Regions from separate parts of the Drosophila melanogaster genome. Here region 1 is linked to region 2. A link is a contact called in public Hi-C data. All regions are on one chromosome and are shown on one strand. The core of a region is the stretch at or near the end of the contact, and the rest is flanking DNA. Distances in the headings are between cores, read along the strand shown. Region 1 holds the start of vir-1 (virus-induced RNA 1). Region 2 holds the start of nrv1 (nervana 1).

Evidence for each region. Hi-C and Micro-C count contacts between places; a contact is called where the count stands out from the background.
Region 1: a contact with region 2 is called in a Hi-C map of the Kc167 cell line, with 4 times the contacts expected there. The contact joins the promoter of vir-1 here to the promoter of nrv1 in region 2. A contact is called at or near these places in 2 of 107 Hi-C or Micro-C datasets (the Kc167 cell line and wing imaginal disc).

Annotation. Positions count from the first base shown.
Region 1 is chr2L:12,421,354-12,427,211 of dm6, reverse strand. It overlaps vir-1 (virus-induced RNA 1), which reads left to right and starts at 3,773. Exons shown (of 6, transcript NM_165011.3): 1 at 3,773-3,889; 2 at 5,383-5,571. The coding sequence starts at 5,508. Fam92 reads right to left here and starts at 2,308. Exons shown (of 5, transcript NM_135720.2): 1 at 2,135-2,308; 2 at 1,924-2,083; 3 at 1,729-1,869; 4 at 1,203-1,673; 5 at 772-1,151. The coding sequence starts at 2,274. The coding sequence ends at 876. It overlaps CG5446, which reads left to right. Exons shown (of 2, transcript NM_001273485.1): 2 at 1-581.
Region 2 is chr2L:6,784,515-6,789,830 of dm6, reverse strand. nrv1 (nervana 1) reads left to right here and starts at 2,970. Exons shown (of 4, transcript NM_057819.4): 1 at 2,970-3,549. The coding sequence starts at 3,417. It overlaps nrv2 (nervana 2), which reads left to right. Exons shown (of 8, transcript NM_057820.4): 8 at 1-61.

The DNA of each region.
Region 1 (5,858 bases), core at 2,524-5,023, 5.6 Mb before region 2:
GCACGGCCACGCCCATTCGGAAAGTGCATCCCAATACCATTAGATACATACATCGAACACCTGGCACCCAGTCACCCGTATCAAGTTTACAATTCCAGGTTCTCACATTCATTTAATCTCCTCCGCACCCAGCTGCTCCCCAAGAAATGAAGAAAAGAACACATTTGCTCATCCATTTATTGCTTAGTTTTAAGTTTCGCCCGGTCGGGGCACATCATAATTTAAGTAAAGTAATTCTTTTGTGAGCAATGGCCAATAATTTTGAATTATTGCCGTTTAGTTTCTATTTATAAATTAAAAATTCAAGAATTGTAAATTCCCTGCTATTTGGGTGTTCAGGACTTCGATTTAACAACGGTTACCAGGCGACCAGTTCCCGATTTGTGTTTCCTCACCTGAAAGTTTATTGCGAAAAGGGGAAGAGAAGCGCGTCATTTCCGCTTGATTAGTTATGATATGCATATATTTAGTATTGTTTATCTGGGACAAATAATGCAAATCGTGACCCGTGTCCATTAATAAAAAGTGTATGGAAATCAGCGCTGAATGGCAAGGAGTGCTATATAACAATCCCTACTTTTAAAAGGAAAATCAACATTGATTTGTGGACCAGAATGATTTTCGAATATTAATTGCAATTTGTGTTGCTTCTACATATCATGTTTTTTAAGGCAATGAGATAGAGAGTGGTAATACATTCTGATTAAATTATGAAAGGAAGCTCTGAGACTGCGGGGTTACAAAAACCAATTAAGATAAACCCTTAGAAGTATGTTCCTAATTCAATTTTATTTAAGCTCTTGCTACGATTCCAGAATGTGCCTGCAATACTGATGTGAGCTCTAGGAACTCTACTACTGGTCATAATTTGAGTGCTAGTGCTGGGGCACGTGGAACTGCTTCTGCAGCCTTACATGGGTGGAGGCCACCGCCTTGAATGGATGTTTGACCGTTTGTCTGCTGGGCTTCGAAGGAGCAGAAGTGGCACTGGCACTGGTCGATGGCGTGGCTATATCCTTGCTGGCAGATCGGATCTTGGCCCCAAAAACATTCTCCCGCGGAGGAACCTGGTTGCCCGGCTGCGTGGGTTCCCTCTCGTCATCCGTTGCCGTTCCAGATTCCTCGTCCTCTTCGCCACTTTGCTCGGTTTCCTTGGGAGGAATGGAGTTATTCTATCATTCCATAATCATGCCAAATCATACCTCATCTTCATCATCTTCCTCTTCATCCTGCTCGTCGGTTTCATCTTCGGGTTCTGTTTTACTTCCATGATTGATTCCGGCTCCCGTCAGATTCCTATTGCTCCTGGACAACTTCGGGCGCCTCTTGAGCGGACTGACCAGGTGCTCGTGCTCCAAGCTATCCATCGACTGGGAGCGCAGTCCCTTTTTGAGTGCAGTTTTCCTGGAAGCCAGCTCTTCTTTGGTCTTCATGAGTTTCTGAAACTCAATGAAATCGTCGCGCTCATCAATGGTTCCAATATCATAGTAGCTTGCGCTGAGTATCTCCAATGCCTTGGTGTGCTGTTTCATGGCGATCAGTATAAAATCGCTGATTATCTGCTTTAAGTCGCGCAACTTCCGCTGCTCGAAGTTGCCAATAATGTCGTCTATCTCCTTGTTTGTGCGCTGCACCTCCATTTTGGCCTTAAACAGCTCCGAATCGGCGGCACTCTACGGTAAGTTTTGGGAATTATATAAGAAGTAAATTGTTCGTTTTAATACCCACATTGTTCGCAGAAAACTTTGACTTGAGCTCAAGCATCTGGCGCTGACGTAGTACCTCCTTATCCCGCGCTATGACAGCCAGTCGAAGATTGTCCCTTGTGGACTTGCAAAGCTGCTCGAATTGCGCCAACTCGTTGACAATCTACATAAGTCAATAATATGATATAAGATGCAGATTTAAAAAAGGATAATTCACCTTGTGTTCCAATCGGTGTACATTGATGTCCATGTAATCACCCATTATGGTAACCGCGTTGGTGAAGCTCTTCAGTCCCTGACAGAGACTCTCGTTGATTTCCTCGTCGTCGGCGTAGCTCTTCACACTCTTGGCCAACTCATCAAAGGAGTCCCGATATCTGCAAGGTCTTATGATTATTCATTCAGATTTATTTATTTACCAAACTCACTTGGCCATTTTCCGCGTTACCAAAGCAAACGAAGAGCACATCTCCATTAGATGCCTTTCTGTTATGTTTATGCGCTCGTTTATTATTTTAACACGGTCATCTTTGGTGTTTAGAAAGGATAGTTTTCCACGACGAAACATTATTATTTTATTTTAGTCCCTTATATTTGTTTTCCTTCTTTATTTATTTTATTTCGACAATAAAATCAAGTGAAAACCGTTACCAAGGCAACGTCTAAATTCATCTGGCAACTCTCGTTCGAACAGCCAGCATATTTCCAGCTCTGTAAAATTAACAGAAATGTTAAGAACCTACTGCTGCCAGGTGGCGCTAGTATCAGCGTCTTCTGCAAGTACATAGATGGCGCAAGAATAAAGTTTATCAAGGAAATTTAAAACATTCTAAAAATATTCAATCCTAAAATAAATATCTGAATATGGGTACTTCATTTTTTTCCAACAGTGTCAAGGTCAAGAGCACGTTTCGTTATAATCTGTGAGTGTTTCTGTCTGTCATCCGGTGTCTAAATTTAAATTCGAAAGATTTATGACTAATTAAGAGACTGCAAATGATAAAGAAAAATATATATAATTAGTATATATAAAAAAATAGAAAATATACTACGATATTTACCTGAAGATCATAGCATTGTAAATAGTTTATTTAAAAACAAGTCAATCTGATATTTTAAAATATCGTTGGTCCTAAAAGCCAAGCTTTACTCACTTAAATATATGTAGGACTAAGCTGACTCAAATTCTTCTCACTTCGAAGCCTTGACAACCAAATCTTGTTTTTTGGGGAATTTATTGACTCGACCGCAAGAATGTTGTGTCAACGATTAACCGAAAATGGTAATTTATTTTAAATGCTCCTCTGCCACTTAAAGGCATAGTGCAATCAAACCTGTATTTAGTAAAACGAAAATAGCAGTTCGAATAAAACCAACGAAAGTGTAGTTAAAACAGAATCCGGTTCGTGGGACCACGACAAGAATTACAAGTTGTAGAGCATGAAGAGCAGCCTGCAGGAGATTTTAACAGCTGTAGCTGCGCCGATCGCGATTTCAATCTGGTCGAAAACCATAAAGCAACACGGCTCCCAAGAGGCAAGTTCAGGTAAAAGGGGGCAGGTGGACTTCATTGTCAATCCAAGAACGTAGCTTGGCGCGCGTTCCTTGTCGCTAACTATATCCCCGCCTCTTTCTCGGCGCTGTCGGCCATCCGCTTTGAATTTCTGATTTTTATACATACACCTCGAACTCCAACGGTTTTGGTCAAGGGACTGCACTGGAGGACATTCGCGTTCCGCTGGCGACATTCATTTTTGCTCCCACTGACGTGTCAATGAATATTCTTTTTGTAAAATTTCTGCTACTTTTTGGGTAAACAGGATGGGGCATCTTTGGTAGTGGATCTGTTGTAAAAATATAAAATTGAAAGTTCTTTAGTTATTTTTCTTTTTTTTTTTTAATTAAAACATTGTTGAATGCACATTTGGAGCACTCGGAAGACCCTTCTTCGCTCTCGTATTCTTCTCTGCGCATTCCTCCCTTTCCCGGTCTCTCTTCTCAATTCTTTGTTTTTTTTTGAGTGCCAACGACGTGAGCTGGTATAAATGAAGCCAAAATCGTACGCAACCGTTTAGTCCGAAACGTTTCATTAAAGCCAACGCACGTTGAAGATCGCGCGTTCTTCTCCGATCTTTCGAAATCGAGTGATTCAAGCGATCCACAGAAATAACTGTATGACACCGGTAACAATAATAAAATTTATGCAAATTCGCGGTTGTCGGCATGTGTATGTGAATGAAATTGTGTGCGTGAACAATTTCCGCTTCGGCGCTGACAAAAATGTTTACAAACAAACAATTTGCAGCTTGTTTAGGCTGTCTGGGCAATAATTTGGATGCCTAATTTACTTCACGCAGCTGTTTGCGAAATATTTACTTGTGCTCACTTTTATGCTGAGCCCAACATAAACAATAGCTTTCTAAAACTATCAGACATTAAAAATGCTATTTAAAGTTTATAGTTGCTAATTTTGAAGACCTTGAAAAATTTACTGTCGGGCAAGATATTTAAATAATTTTCTGATGTGCAAAAATTCCAGTTCATTTTGAGATTATAATACATTCTAGATTTAAATCAGTGTATAATTATACAAATTCTTTACGGCTTTTTATATTTATCAGAACTGTAATTGGGTGTTATATCGTAAGTTCTCTCGGGTCAAAAAGATCATTCATAATCGGATTAACTAAAGATTTCCAATAAATTGCCGATCTTTGGCATATTCGTTAGTAAAATCGTGATTAAACCCGGCTCAATCAAGGCGTGACTACTTTATCGATGGAATTAAAAAGAAGCACTCTATCATAACCATTTAATTACTGAGAATAGTCTTTAGCTCCGTTTTCATTTCCTTGGAAGAAAATTCTCAATAGCTGCCCATTAGGGAAATAAGCAAATGATGCTTTTGTTTACAGAAACAACAACCTTGAACTAAACACCAAGCGCATTTAACAGGTGATTCGAGCAGCCGTTGAATAGACATAGTTCCATACAATGCAATCGAAGTGGAATTGAAATACGAATGGGGCGACTGAAACATTCAGCAACTGTGACAGGGACACATTTAAAGTCTGAAATACAAATATAGTGGAATAGAGAAGCCCGCGTGCAGCTAACGAAGCATAGACAAAAACTGATTAAGTAAATTGAAAACACAACTAAATTTACAAAAGGTTCAATGAGCAACGGCGACTTTCAAACACCCTTTTAATCGAAATTTTAAAATATTAGTAGCAAATGCCCTTTTAGAACTGCTTTTATATATATATAATTATAAAGATAAAGTTATATTATATTATATTTTTTATAGTAGTAGATACAATAGTTAATGAACCAGTAAGCTATAACGGAAACAAAAAGGTGTAACGAAAATAAAAGTTAACTTAAATGTGCCTAAGAACATTACTAATACGCTGCATTCTGTACACAGTGGAGTCCCCAAATATTGTACCCAGTTGACGGGCACAGTGTAGCGCTCTTCCCACAACACTTGCCGCCTGCCATTTGGAATATTTATAAGCCCAGCGGCTAATTGAGTGAGAGGGAGAGCAAGAGAGCGGTCAGCTAGTCACTCACTCGGTTTCTCACTCGCTCACTCACTCAGCCGGCCGCCGTTTATTTGCCGCTTCCTCAAATCATTTAAGCGCATTTGACGATTGTTTGTCTTTCCGCACAGAACAAAACTGAACAGAATCGAATCCGGTTGCCGGTCCACATCAACGCATCAAAGCTTTCAGCCCTAAATAAACTATACAAATTAAACAAATTATAAGCTTGTGAAAAAAAAAAAACCAAACAAAAATGAAGCTCTTGTTCGGTTTGCTGATGACCGTGCTAGCCCTTAGCGGCGTTTTCACATTGCCAGGTAAGTGAAAGGCTTAAAAGCAATCCAATCATGATGCACTTCATAAATTAACATTTAAATGATTAATACTTGAAAACTAAATGTTAACTTGCCCTAAGTAATACGTATAACGGAACTAACTAATATGCAATTTGTACACATATGCAACATACATATTTGTTTTCCTTCTCTTTACTTTCTCATTTTTATGTGCACATAATTAGTTATTAAAAAACACAGTCAACCTTTTGACTTTAAAAACAAAGAAAATTGATAAGCACCGGGAATTCTGATTTGCACTCTTCTAC
Region 2 (5,316 bases), core at 1,721-4,220:
GGCTAAGAGACACAAAACACTTTCAATTCCTTTTCAATAAAAATCAAATGAAAGTAGTCAGAAAAGCAAATCCGTTTTATTTTTAATACACTTGGCGATATATTGACACAAGATTACGATAGCAAAATCACAAAAAAGATGTTGCTATACAGTTTCTCAAAATTATCAGATGGGGCATATGACATACTTTAGGATTTACGTAAACACTGATGTTTGCCCTGTAGGGTGATAAGATAACGCTGATAACACTATATCACAACCATCTCAGTCGTCACTTGACAATGGTCAGCCGCTGGCTGATAAATATACTTAAAGCCAGATCGATTGGCTTTTATTTATATATAATACGTTTTGTAGGCGCGCGGTCACATCGGTTTTTATCAGTCCGAATAATAAGTCTTCCAATTGCGTCATTTAAAATCATTAACGGAGCGCTGCTGTTTGCCTTTTGATATTGTTTATTTTTAAAATATCGAGTGAAGAGTATAAGCCGGCATATGAATATGATTATCACATTTGCCCTTCATTTACAATCTTGTTCGCTGCAGATTTCTCTTTCAGTGATCTATAAAAAATTCCTTAATTAGAGCGCAGAGACAGCAGTTTTCGATTATGTTTAACTTTTGCTTATATTCTCTGAATTTGCTAAAATACTTCTGTGACGTCAGAAGATCGACGAGGAAAATAGATTACTGGAATTTTGTATTCCAACTGTTTGACTTTTCCACTTATTATCGTATGCACAAATATGCCAGCAATGTACATTCGCTAATTGAGAGCTAATTAGCTGAATGACAGACCATTGTCCACAGAACCTAAGCCATGTAGCTGCTGAAATCAGTTGATAAATAAAAAAAAAAACCAAAGCCCATCCTCTAATGAGGAAGTTCTACGAGATTTAAAGATCGACACGCACACAGCAAAGTCTGAAAAATCGGTTTGGACCAGGATAAACTGGTTGGAGATATGCGGGAGATTTGAGGGAGTTCAGATGAGCAAAAGAGAGAGAGTCCAACAAGGCAGTTACTTCGACAGTTGACCGTTAAATGGATATAACCGGTCAAATCCAATTGGGCAATGTATGAAGTTACAGTATGTAGACTTACTTATCACCGGTAAATTATATACGTCATTCAAGAGGTATTTGTTCGTCATTTAGCTAGTTGAATGCACCCCTTAAGGGATTCGCAATTTTATTCTAGCCCGTGATTGCAGCTAACCAAATTATCATAGTTATTAAAGACCCATTTAGGATTAAACACCTCTCGTCTGACAACCCAATAAACCGAGATGCAGGAATTGCGCCTCACAATTGAGTTGACTCCACAACGTAGCCACCCTGGCGTTTTCAAGTGTCATTTAATCAACTTGTGATGATTACAACGATGGAGCACCGAGATACAATAACATAATGCCGTGGCCATTTATCCGTGCATCTCCATGCCCACAATCAGCAGCAACAGTCTAAGAATGAGGAAAATTGGCAATGGCAACCCATTGTTGGGGGAGTTGTGGGTTCATGTGGCAAGGGGCAAGGGGGTTGCCATGCAGAAGGAAGTGCACATTTAAGGGAATTAATCAACTCGAAAGTTCTTGACACTTGGCAACGCTTTAAACACTCGACAAAAAATCCTCGTAAATTTTCTACCATTTTCCCTAAAGATAGTGCTTATGAGGTTCTTTTTGAAATTCTTAAGCCATTATATGCAAATAGTTATGGAATATAAGAGTAAGAAACAGTTTATTTTTCTCAGTGCAGCGTTAGCATTATCCAGATGCTGATGACGACGAACCATGATTGAGGAACAATAACAAAGAAAGTTTTCCCGATTTCCGCGTGGAAATTTCCGAAGCACAGAGCGCCCAAAAAACTGATCCACCCGTTTGGGGAGAGCGTGGAAAAGCAAAACAAAGCGCAGTACAACACAGCACGCCAGCATAATGAGAGTAACAATGGTGGTGGCGATTGTTAGGGGGAGGGGCGTGGGTGGAGTGTGTAGTGGAGCCAATGTACTCAACTCTCCGCGCATGTCAACGCCAGAGTGGGAGAACGGGAGATAGAGAGAGAGAGTGCGACTTGTGCTAGTATGCGTGTGATTTTCTTTGTGCTTTGTATTTTAATATTTATAAAGCAGGAGCGTATCACATTCTTAGAGGGTGAAGTGCGGTCTAGGCTCCACAGCCTTTGAATGCAAAGCACTTAGCTGCACTGGCGAAAATTGCATGGCCCAAGCAACTGCCCTCGGGTGTGTTGTTGTCTGGCCACTGTCTGCACTCAATCATTTATTCTATTTGCGTAGCCAGCTAAGGAGATGGAGAGAGATAGAGAGAACATTAAGAGGTAAAACACACACGAAACCCCCAGCTCACACACACTCACACCTTAGCCACATAACCTCCCCCCTGGTCCAACGCTTTTGCTTTGGCCTTTTTCATGTTGCTTGGCAAAGTGTCGAATACGTTCAACAGCTGTCGACGTCACACTGCAAGAAAATTGACCCTAGATACGTGGAATGCTTTTTTGGGTCACGTTTCGTATACCCAATAACATCTGAGAGTTTAAACAAAGACGTCAGCCCACATTGCGGATGAGTAATGTCCTGTAGGAATCGCTTGCAACAGAATTCTTTCTAAGATATCACTCACATGAGCTTGAAATGGGAAACCAATGCGTTATTAGACTGCTTAATATCGGAAATAATAGAAATACCTACATATCTTGACGATCTTAAGAGTCAATTTGGTCAGAAAAGTCTTCTTTGCTTTTTACCTTAACTATTTATCTGAAAATGTACCCCGTTTTCCTCAGTGCTCAATCACTCTTATCTTGAAGCTTTTGTTGCGAGAACGCAAGAGATAGAGAGAACGAGAGAGAAAGAGCGAGGCGCGTGGTGAGCCTGTGTGAGTGTTGAGGGGCGAAGAACACTGGTGCTGAGTTTTCGCCTTGCTGGGTGACTTGGGGCTGCGTTCGGTTAGTTGGTGATCTTTCGCCGAGAGCGCAACACGCAGCACGCATCGCCATTCGCAGTCGCAGGAAGCAGGGAAACCAAGAGTTGGCAACAACTTCTCGTGGCTCCCAGCCCGTTTGTTTGTGCTTCTGATTCGGCTTATTTCGCCCAAAATCGGTTCTAACTTATTTTCCTAACTCTAAGACCAGTCGAGCAGTCGAGGCGCAAATAATTGCATAATTACACGTTTTTCAAAAATATTCAAGAGTACTGCGAGTGCGAAAATAAATGAGAATTCAGTTTCGAGTCTGCTGAATCATCGCATATACACAGCACAACGTATACATAAATCAGTTTTCGTAGCCTTCGCGCCGTCCACGTCATCAACGAAAAGTATAAACCAAATTTTCGAATCGAATCGAATACTGAAAAGCTAACCGTAAACAAGTGCGAAAGAACAGCGCCGCAATGTCAAAGAATAACGGAAAGGGCGCCAAAGGCGAATTCGAATTCCCGCAGCCAGCGAAGAAGCAAACCTTCTCGGAAATGATCTACAATCCCCAGGAAGGCACCTTCTTCGGACGCACCGGAAAAAGTTGGAGTAAGTTCTTTACAACTCTACTGAATAACAAACAAAATCAGTAGACAACTTCAAAATGAATGCCTGAAAAAGATTAAGAATTAGGTTCCATCAAGAGGATAAGACTAAAACCACTGTGAGTCATTTCTATTCTATCCATTGAGTCTGTTTGTGGTTTTTAAATACATACATTTAACATTTTAGAATTAGTTTTAACTCGAAAAATATATAATTTGAATGTTTGAATGCTAGTTCCCAAATTTCCATGCAGTATAGGCACTCCAGTACTTATCTGCATGCCCCTCCGATGAGATATCTGCATCCACTCCAAGCTCCAAGCACATAGAAACAAAAATGCGATTGTTTATTGTATATAACTAGACACTTGTCCGTCATATGGTAATGGAAACTATATATGAGGAGCGTGCGGTCGTATTTACAGGCTTATCAGTCGATTTGGCGAGTCATAGTGTGGGAAACGGGATGAGGTAAAGAAGCAACTACGGAAATCTCCGTTGCGGTGTCTCGAAAATGTTTAGTCAACGCCATAAAATAGATAAACTCATTACGAGACAACATGATGAAGTGGGATTTCTTAAGGCAGTCATAAAAATATTATTAAGAAATACAATCACCTTGAGCAACCGCTGGCAATGTGATAATGGCTAAGTGAAAAGAATCTAGAAAGTTTTAGAATCGAACATTAAACATATGTGTGTTCATTTGGCTACACACGTTCAATCTACTAAATTGTTGAATTGCCTTTTTAATTAGGCTAGCATATTTCAACGTTAATGCGAATTCTTGACTTTCGAAAATGGACACGGATCCACGTTCCCAAAGGGAGGGGAATTGGGGAAAACGTGAGGGATGAGGTGGTGAGTAGAGAGCACTTTGCTTTTATCGCCAATAATATTTGCCGTCTTATAATGGGTTCTGTAAACAGATTCAAGGTTTCGCACTGAGAGGCATAGTGAGATTTAACGCTCTCACAATATCAATGTACATATATCTGAAAAATATGCCGATCGCAGAACCAACTGCTGAAACACTACCAATTTTAAATAGTGTTTAGCAATTTTCTGAGTACTTCGCTTATCGGTAGCTCGAATGAAAAGTTCCCTTGACGTCATTTGTTTGCTTTTCATTAAGTTGGCCAAGTTCGCTTCAAGTTTATCGAATGTTTAAATTGATGTATAATTTATTTACATTGACGCCAAAGGTGTACCCCCGAAGAGCTCTAATAACTTTTTATGCTAATTCCGACATTTTATACTAATTCTCAGTCCAATCGGCAAAGAACTTAAGAACTATTGACACACCTGCTACAACAAAAGCCATATGGCTGCATATCTATTTAATATATGAAACTATTTGCAGAACTGAATATACAGTGGGTAAAGTGTTTGGCCTGCCTTCGGCTAATTCCTATCATTAAGCACAAATTCGTGGTGCATGTCCTTTGATTTTTCACTGCCTAATGCTCGGTAATTTAAGTCATGTGCAGGACATTAGTGGAAAAATAAAATGGCAACGACCCCATAAACAATGTAAAGCAGTGTGGCAAAATTCTAAACAGACAGAAAACAAACAAAAATCACAGCAGATCGAAAACGCTGATTTTGATTTACGATCGCCATCCGATTAATTCCGATTTCAAATGAAGGCAAAGCATTGGACGGTTGGCTAAGCTTTGCTTTCCATTAATTAACGCAATGAGAACTTGTTTAGGTTCGTGCCGGTTGTATTTTTTTTTTTTTTTTAGGTGCGGATGAACCTTCTCAGAGA